2 separate regions of the Mus musculus genome follow, and region 1 is linked to region 2. The links are chromatin contacts, called in public promoter capture Hi-C maps. All regions are on one chromosome and are shown on one strand. Each heading gives the region's core, a stretch centred on a gene start, on an enhancer-like site or on the middle of the called end of the contact. The rest is flanking DNA. Distances are from core to core; before and after follow the strand shown.

Region 1 (3,943 bases), core at 673-3,172, 1.4 Mb before region 2:
TGCTCATTAAGTTCAAGAAACAGTACTTGGACATTTTACCTTTCAGGCTACTACTTAACTTCTACCTTATTTATTACACCTCCTTGTGCCTGGTATTGGCAAACTAGTATTAAATACCAAAAACCAAATGAGTTTAGAATAAATCCAACTAGGTTGAGGGTAGTGACACATGCCTTTCATCCCAGCACTTGGGAGGAAGAGTCAGGTGGATTTCTGTGAGTCTGAGGCTAGGCTGGTCTATAGAGTATGTTCCAGGACAGCCAGAGCGATGTAGAGAGACACTGTCTCAAAATAAGACAAGGAAAACTCCCAACTAATTAAAAGTGTCCACAATTCCAAACTACCCACAGAAGCCACTAGAAGAATGCCCCATTCCCAATTAAGACAGACATTCACAAGGCAAGGAAAAGGCACAATTTATTCTATTTTCCCCATACCCTACCACATAGGTATCTTCATACTTATTCATGAGAATGGAATTGAAACAAAACCTTAATGCAAGCTTTACTTAACCCAAGGATTTGAGACAACTATATTGTTTAATGTTTAGGTTGATTAAATATGGGCTGAGGCCAACACTACCAAAAGACAAGAGAATGTGGAAGAGGGAAAAGTCAAGAGGCCTTAACAAAGAACTACAGGCAACCAAGGAATGCGGAGAGCAAGAGAAATAGTCTTCTCAAGGGAAGAGCACACCAACTGGTTCTCTAATGCCATATTTGATTAGCCCCGAAAACACACGCATAAGTAACAATATATGAACTGAGCAGGTTGTATATATCTACATATTACTAAAGAGACTATGAATTTGAAAGAGCTGAGGGGATAAAGGGAGGGTCTAAAGGGAGGAAAGGGAAAAATGTTATTATGATGTAAAAATATACAATACATATGTATAATAATCACATAAAGCACAATTACATAATATATAAAATATAATTATATAATAAACATATAAAAGAAATAATAGAATAAATAATATTAAGAAAATACGGCTGGGGGGAAGGGGGTCTTGGAAGAAACCTCAAAAGATGAGGGAAGTGTCAGAGAGATAGCTCAGTGGTCGAGAGCGCTCACTACCCTTCCGATGGACCACAGATCAGATCGCAGCACCCACGCTGCTCTCAGCTGCCTGTAATATAGCTCCAGGGGAACAGACGCCCTCTTCCGGCCTCTGCGGGCGCCAGCACACGCAACCCGCAGACAGACAGACACACAACCCGCAGACAGACAATTCTTCCCCACCCCGCAAAGGCGTGCGTGGGCAGAGGAGCTGTGCACACACACGTCTCGATCTGAGTGGGCAGGATTAGAGACCCAAGGATCTCAGTCCTAGCAGCCTACGAGGAAACTCGAGCTTCCACGGAGGAACTCGGAGAGGCGACGACCCTCGTCGCCTCGGTCGTCACCAGCTACAAGCTAGGTCAGGCACGGGCAACCAGGGGCCGCGCGCTCTCTGTCGCTGCGGCCGACAGCCTTCCTGGCACTTGGATCCCACCAACCTCCTCACCACATAGAGAACCGCACAGAGCTTTGCCTGCGGTCGGCCGACCCTGGCTCGGCTGCTCTCCAGAGCGGAGCCCCGAGCACGGAGCAGGATGACTGACTAACCACTGCGCATCCCAGCCCGCCAGCCGACGCGCGGCTGACGACGGCCGGGACAAAGCGGCTCCTTCCAGAACTGCCGTCAGGAGCCGAGCTGCGGAGAAAGAGGCTCCGAGGGGCAGCGACCTCCGGCCTCTCGCACTTTCCGGCCCCAGGCCCCCATCACCTCCGCCGCCCCGGGTGGGAGATTCATCCGCCATGTGCGGTACTCACCCTTCATGGGACGCACTGGAGACCTCGGGCGTCCACACCGCCGCACCCCACCCGGCTCTCCAAGGTAAACAAACGCTCAGGAATCCCTCAACCACCCGACTTCCGCTTCCGGAGCGTGTAAGGCGGAGTCTCGTGCCAAGTCTCTCGAGATCTAGAAATCCTCGCTTCCCCCTCCCCCCCCGCCACGCCCCTCACATTCGAACCTTGGCGCGGCCCTAGGGAAGCTCCGCAGGGTCGAGCAAAGTGGCGATGGTGGGCAGTGCGGTCATTCGCAGCCAGTGCCTGGTGACCGTCGGGGAGAGGATATCGTCATGTATAAAATCCCTCGAACTGGCAGTGCCTGGTGCACTGGTACGGGAAGTCTGAGAGTAGGACTAGGAGGGAAGGCTGCTTGTCAATGGAGACCCCAAAGCCGGAGCCCGGGCGGCGGGGCGGAGGAGCAGACGAGACTGCTCTGCTTGGGCGATGCCCACCCGGTTCTTAGCCGGCCTGGGCAGTAAGGCTCCTGCGCACCGTTGTCTATGTGTGTTTGCAGAGACGAACCCACGCCTCCACTGCCCGTATTCCGCTCGCTCCCGAAGTCTCCGCTCTTCTCGGTTGTTTGCAAGTGTGGCAATGCCAGCTGTTGACTAGCCACTTTTCTCAGATTGCTCCCCGGACCTTGCCCTCCTCTTGGGAATACGATCAGCCTGGAAAGTTTAGTGTCAAAATGGGATACCTTAGGGCTGGAGAGGATAAGAACACTTACTGCTCTTCTTGGAGCCCTGAGTTCAATCCCCAGCAACCACATGGTGGCTCACAGCCATCTGTAATGGGATCTGATGCCCTCTTCTGGTGTGTCTGGAAACAACTATAGTGTACTCATAAATAAAATAAAGCTAAAAAAAGAATACCTTTTCTTTCCACGCCCTGGTCAGATGTCTCGTTCTGTTATTTGGTCCTTGTGACTCTGGTTTTCATCCATTCCCATCCCCACTGACTCCTCATCCAAGTTCTCTCTACACTCCCTGAACAGAGCACCGATGCCCTTCTTCCTAAGTCACTGCCCCTCACCAGCATATCACCAGACAACTGCCGTAGTTATAGTCATATTCAAGCACAACTGGGATGCAAGATATTCAATAACTCCTTGCTGCCAAGGCCAACAATCTTAATTTGGATTCAAAATTCTATTTTCTGATATTTCTCTTTCATTCCCTCACAGTAAAGCAGACCAAATGCAGTAGTTCACGAATACTCATTATGTTTTTATAGCTTGCCAGTGTTCCCTTATGCTTAGAATATTGCCACTCCCCTACACACACACACCCCACCACCTCACCACCACCACGACCTCCAGATGTTGACATTGATATTACATCCATTCTCTAAGACTTTACAGGGAATGAGTTTTACTTCTGCTGGGTTCCACAGTACCTTCAGAACTTTATGTGTTAATACCATTTTCTACCTGTTTATACACACCTTTAATTTGTACATCACACTAGTATATAACACCGTACATAACTCAGTACTAGTATATAACTCGGTACCTACTTGTGGGATGAACAGTGGAACTATGTTCTAAACTATCCACGCCATAGTTTAGAAACACCAATGTAACAAAAATAGGCCAGTGCTGATGTGGGGATGCAGGTCACAGAAACAGTCATTACTAAATAGGCGATGGAAGACGAACAGGCGTGGAAAACGGAGACGAATCCACTTCTTCGGGCCTCAGAGTTGGCACTGGAGGACTTTCAGTTCCATTTGATTGAACTAGTTAAGAGCACGAAGTGATAAAGAGCACAGTGGTGATGGACACCCAACCCTAGGGCGGTGGAGGGGGATGATGGGTTCAAGGTCACCCTCAGCTACATGAGACTGTCTTTAAAAAAATTCCCTGGTTTAATAGTTCATCATAAAGTAGCAATGCTATGTGTGATAACCACTGCATAACAGAATTACATGTTTATAAATAGTCTTTTTTCTAATTTATTTATTTTTACTAGGTATTTTCTTCATTTACATTTCCAATGCTATCCCAAAAGTCCCCCATACTCTCCCCCACTCCCCTACCCACCCACTCCCACTTCTTGGCCCTGGCATTCCCTGTACTGAGGCATATAAAGTTTGCACGACCAAT
Region 2 (3,879 bases), core at 195-2,694:
CATGTAGGCTCTCTTCCTTCTTGGAGGCCACTGTAGTTACAAACTGCTTGATTCCTTCTCTCTCTCTCTCTCTCTCTCTCTCTCTCTCTCTCTCTCTCTCTCTCTCTCTCTCTGTGTGTGTGTGTGGTGTGTGTGTGTTTGCAGTCACTGTGGCACATATGTAGGAGATCAGAGGAGTCTTTCCTTCCACCACGTGGACTCTGAAGATCACACTCAGGTCATCAGGCTTGGTGGCATCTTTACCCACTGAGCCACCTCACTGGCTTCTGGGTTGCTATTATTTTTATTTTGAGACAGGGTCTCACCATGCTGCCCAGGCTGGCCTGGGACTCACCAAGATCTGCCTTATCTCTGTTTCTTGACTGCTGAGGACCTGGGTTCTGGGATGTTTTTATAAGGACAGGATAATCTGCTTTCTAAGGGCTCTGCCTTCATGAGCTAATCTTAATCTTATCAAAGCCCCACCTCCCGATATGGTCAAATCTGGGGACAGAACTTCAAGATGTGAACCTGGGGTTAGGGGTAGTCTACAACAGAGAGTAATATTTGTTTTGCTACGTAGTCCAGGCTAGTGTCCGTTTGCTGGGATCCTCTAGCCTCAACTTCCCAAGAGCTGGACTTTTAGTGGGCCAGCTCAGTTTCAGGCAGTAATTTTAGCAATCTTTTTTTCTTTTGAAACAGGATTGCAAATGTGTAGTCCAAGATAGCTTCGAATTTGTGTCAATCTGAGACAGGAGGATTTATAGGTGTGTGCCACTACGATCTAGCAAGCAATCTCCCCCCCCCCCCCCCCCAAGTAGCTATGGCTGTCCCGGAACTCAAAATGTAAAACAGACTGGCCTCGAATTCAGAGATCTCCCTGCCTCTGCCTTCCAGGTGCTGGGACTAAGCACGGGCTCCTACATCCATCCAAATATTAATCTTAAAAGGAAGAAAAGTGTGGAATTTGTGGAGATGTTCATTGCAGTATGGTATCTTACGCTGTAAATTGGAAACATGGATGCTCAATAAACCTTTAACCGGATGATATGCATTTCGCCCTTAGTGTCAGGAAACCCAGAGCCACCCGGAACTCACAAAACCTAGAGGGAGGCACTATTCCTTTGACTAAGAAACATCACTATTGAGCCAGGCAGGGAGGCCACGAAGCACCGCACGGTTTTGCCCTTTCTGCTCCTGCCTAAATCTTACTCTTGGAAGACCAAGAGAAAAAACAAAAACAAAAACAAAAAAAACAAAAACACAACAAGAAACAGTGGCGCGACCTTGCTGGGGTTCCGCCACTCCCGCCCTGCCGGGTCAACGGCTGCGCACAGCCGCCCCGCAGCCATAGCGGACCCCGGCACCGACCCAGCGGGAGGCGACCGAGTCGGGTGCCAGGGGGCGCTGCGGAACCCGGCGGGGGGCGAGGCAGCGGCGGGACCCGGCACTAGGGGACGCTGCGCGCGGTCCCCCGCGCCCCTCCTCCTGCCGGGCGCACCGCTCGGCCCCGTGGAGGCGGGAGCGCGGGAGCACAGGCGCGGGGCGAGCGCAGGGAGCGCGCAGCGGCCCTGGCCCCCGCGGGAGCGCGGCTGCGGGGCCGAGCAGGGGCGGTGGGTGGCCAGGCGTCCCTCTTAGCCTGCGCAACTGCCCGCGCGCGGGCCGCGGTCCCCCGGGATGCGAGCAGTGGCGGCTCGGCCGGCCGGGTCCCGAGCGGCGCGGAGGCCGGCCGCGTACGGTAACGGGCCAGGCGGGGCGTGGGCGAGGACTCCAGCCTGCAGGCCGCGAGCGTTGCGGCCCCCGGGTGCCGGTTGAGCCCCGAGGGCCGGAGGGGGGCTGGGCGGGCCGGAGGAGGGGGGTTACATCTCGGCAGGTAATTGCCCCACGGTGACCCAGCTCCTGCTCCCTAGCTCCGCCCTCTTTGGCCCGGACCCAATCTCCAGGGACTAAAAATATTGCCCGGAGGCTCCTGAGCGGAATCAGATCGCATTAAGTAGGACGCAGGCTGAGGTGACTGAGCTTTTCAGCACCAGGGCCCGAAGAGCAGACTCCAGAGAGCGGTCCCGCCCACGCGCGTTCAGCAGCTAGCGTCCTCCCTCCTCCGGCAGGCAAGTGGGGACTCGCGGGCGGTGGCGGCAGGCACTGTGGGTCGTCTCGAGTTGCCCCGTTTCGGAGCCGCTGTGCCTGGCTTCCGCTACCCTGGGGACTTTATCAGTCTCGCCGCTAGCTTCCTAAGAGTCCCTTTAAAGCACTCTGGAAGCCAGGACTGGAAGTTTTGCACAGCAGGAATCAGTACTGATGGGGACAATCCTAGAACTGGGTTGCGTTAGAAACATGGGCATTTCTTTTTCTCTTAAAAGAAATCCATTCTGTATTCTCTGAGATAGGATCTGGGCCAGGCACTGTTTCTGCTGAGTTCCAGTCAGCCCCAGGAGGTCACAGGGGAGGCAGGGTGTGAGTGTGTGTGTGTGGGGGGGTTGTCTGTCTCTCCAGCTGGTGATTGTACCCCTAAATCAAACAAAATAAAACCTCTTGTATTTATGTATACATCTGAAGGGAGGAAACACGTGGCTTGGGAGAGCCTTCTCAGAGTCCTGAGCAAGCTGTTTGCAATCAGTGGTTGTGTAATGAAGTGTGGGTCAGAGTTGGGGCTCTGTTATCCCTGTTTGTTTGTTTGTAATGTGTTACATTTATTTATGTGCATGTACGTCACAGAAAACATGCGGCAATCAGAGGACAATTTGTGGTAGTTGGTTTTCACCTTCCACCATATGAATCAAATGAATCGCTTTGGTTGTCAGGCTTGCCTGCAAGTGCCTCTTTACCTACTGCACCCCCACACTCCACATCCTGGTTTCTATAGCTTGGGCTGAGGGGAATCAGAACTCCTCTCCTACAGGACCAGCCCCAAATATATGTGCTACTTGTGTGTTGGGAGTCATAACCAAGATTTGGTACTTGAAAGCTTACTTGCTTTTTTACCCAGAGTCAAGCAAGTAGGTTGGTTCTCCTTGGGAGTCCACAGAGCGTTTGTTAGGAACACCAACAGAAGGGTTTTGCATGCCAGAACTACAGGTGGTGTCTCTCCTGCCAGGAACGTGCCTCCTGGGTCAGTATGAAGCTGAAAAAGCAGGTGACGGTGTGTGGGGCTGCTATCTTCTGTGTGGCCGTCTTTTCTCTGTACCTTATGCTGGACCGAGTGCAGCATGATCCTGCCAGACACCAGAATGGTGGGAACTTCCCCAGGGTGAGTCACACCTTGTTCTCTTCTTCAAATGCAAGTCACCTGGGCTCAGGAGAGTCTTGTCAGCACAGGACAAGAGCACCCCCCCACCCCCATTGTCTTAGAGATTGGACCTAGAGCCTCCTCATGGGCATGCGTGCATATAACACTAACGATCTACAACTGAGTTATGTAGCTGTAGCCCAGGGACATTCCTAGGCAGATTTGTCTTTCTTGTGGAGATGGATGCCCAAGGACTGGCGCATGCTAAACACATGCTCTACCACGGAGCTATGCTCCTGGCTGTAACAGGAAGTGAAAAGCAGCAATGCTGAAGGAGGAGGGAGAGGAGGAGGAGGAGAAGGAGGAAGAGGAGGAGGAGAAGGGGGAGGAGGGGAACAAGAAATTTGCCTTGTGTAATAATAGCCTGACTTAAGTTTCTGGCAGACACTGCTGATTGACCACCGTATTGCTTTTCCATTAAGCTGAACGCAGTCCTCCTCAGCACCGTGCTTGAGACAGGAGGAACATGTAGGTCGCTGAGCACGGGCATGTGAGAGGAAATGTTTGCCTTCCGTGGTCTGAGTGATGATGCCTTTCTGTTCTTGTTTTTTTTTTTTTTTTTTTTTTTTTTTGCAGAGCCAAATCTCTGTGCTACAGAACCGGATAGAACAGCT

What was found. Promoter capture Hi-C pulls out the DNA fragments that hold promoters and counts their contacts.
Region 1: a contact with region 2 is called in a promoter capture Hi-C map of pre-B cells, with 2.2 times the contacts expected there. The contact joins the promoter of Ramac here to the promoter of Man2a2 in region 2. A contact is called at or near these places in 2 of 39 promoter capture datasets (liver and pre-B cells).

Annotation. Positions count from the first base shown.
Region 1 is chr7:81,760,932-81,764,874 of GRCm38.p6, reverse strand. It overlaps Ramac (RNA guanine-7 methyltransferase activating subunit), which reads right to left and starts at 1,922. Exons shown (of 3, transcript NM_025997.2): 1 at 1,819-1,922.
Region 2 is chr7:80,368,940-80,372,818 of GRCm38.p6, reverse strand. Man2a2 (mannosidase 2, alpha 2) reads left to right here and starts at 1,444. Exons shown (of 24, transcript NM_172903.4): 1 at 1,444-1,717; 2 at 1,890-2,087; 3 at 3,074-3,226; 4 at 3,842-3,879. The coding sequence starts at 3,095.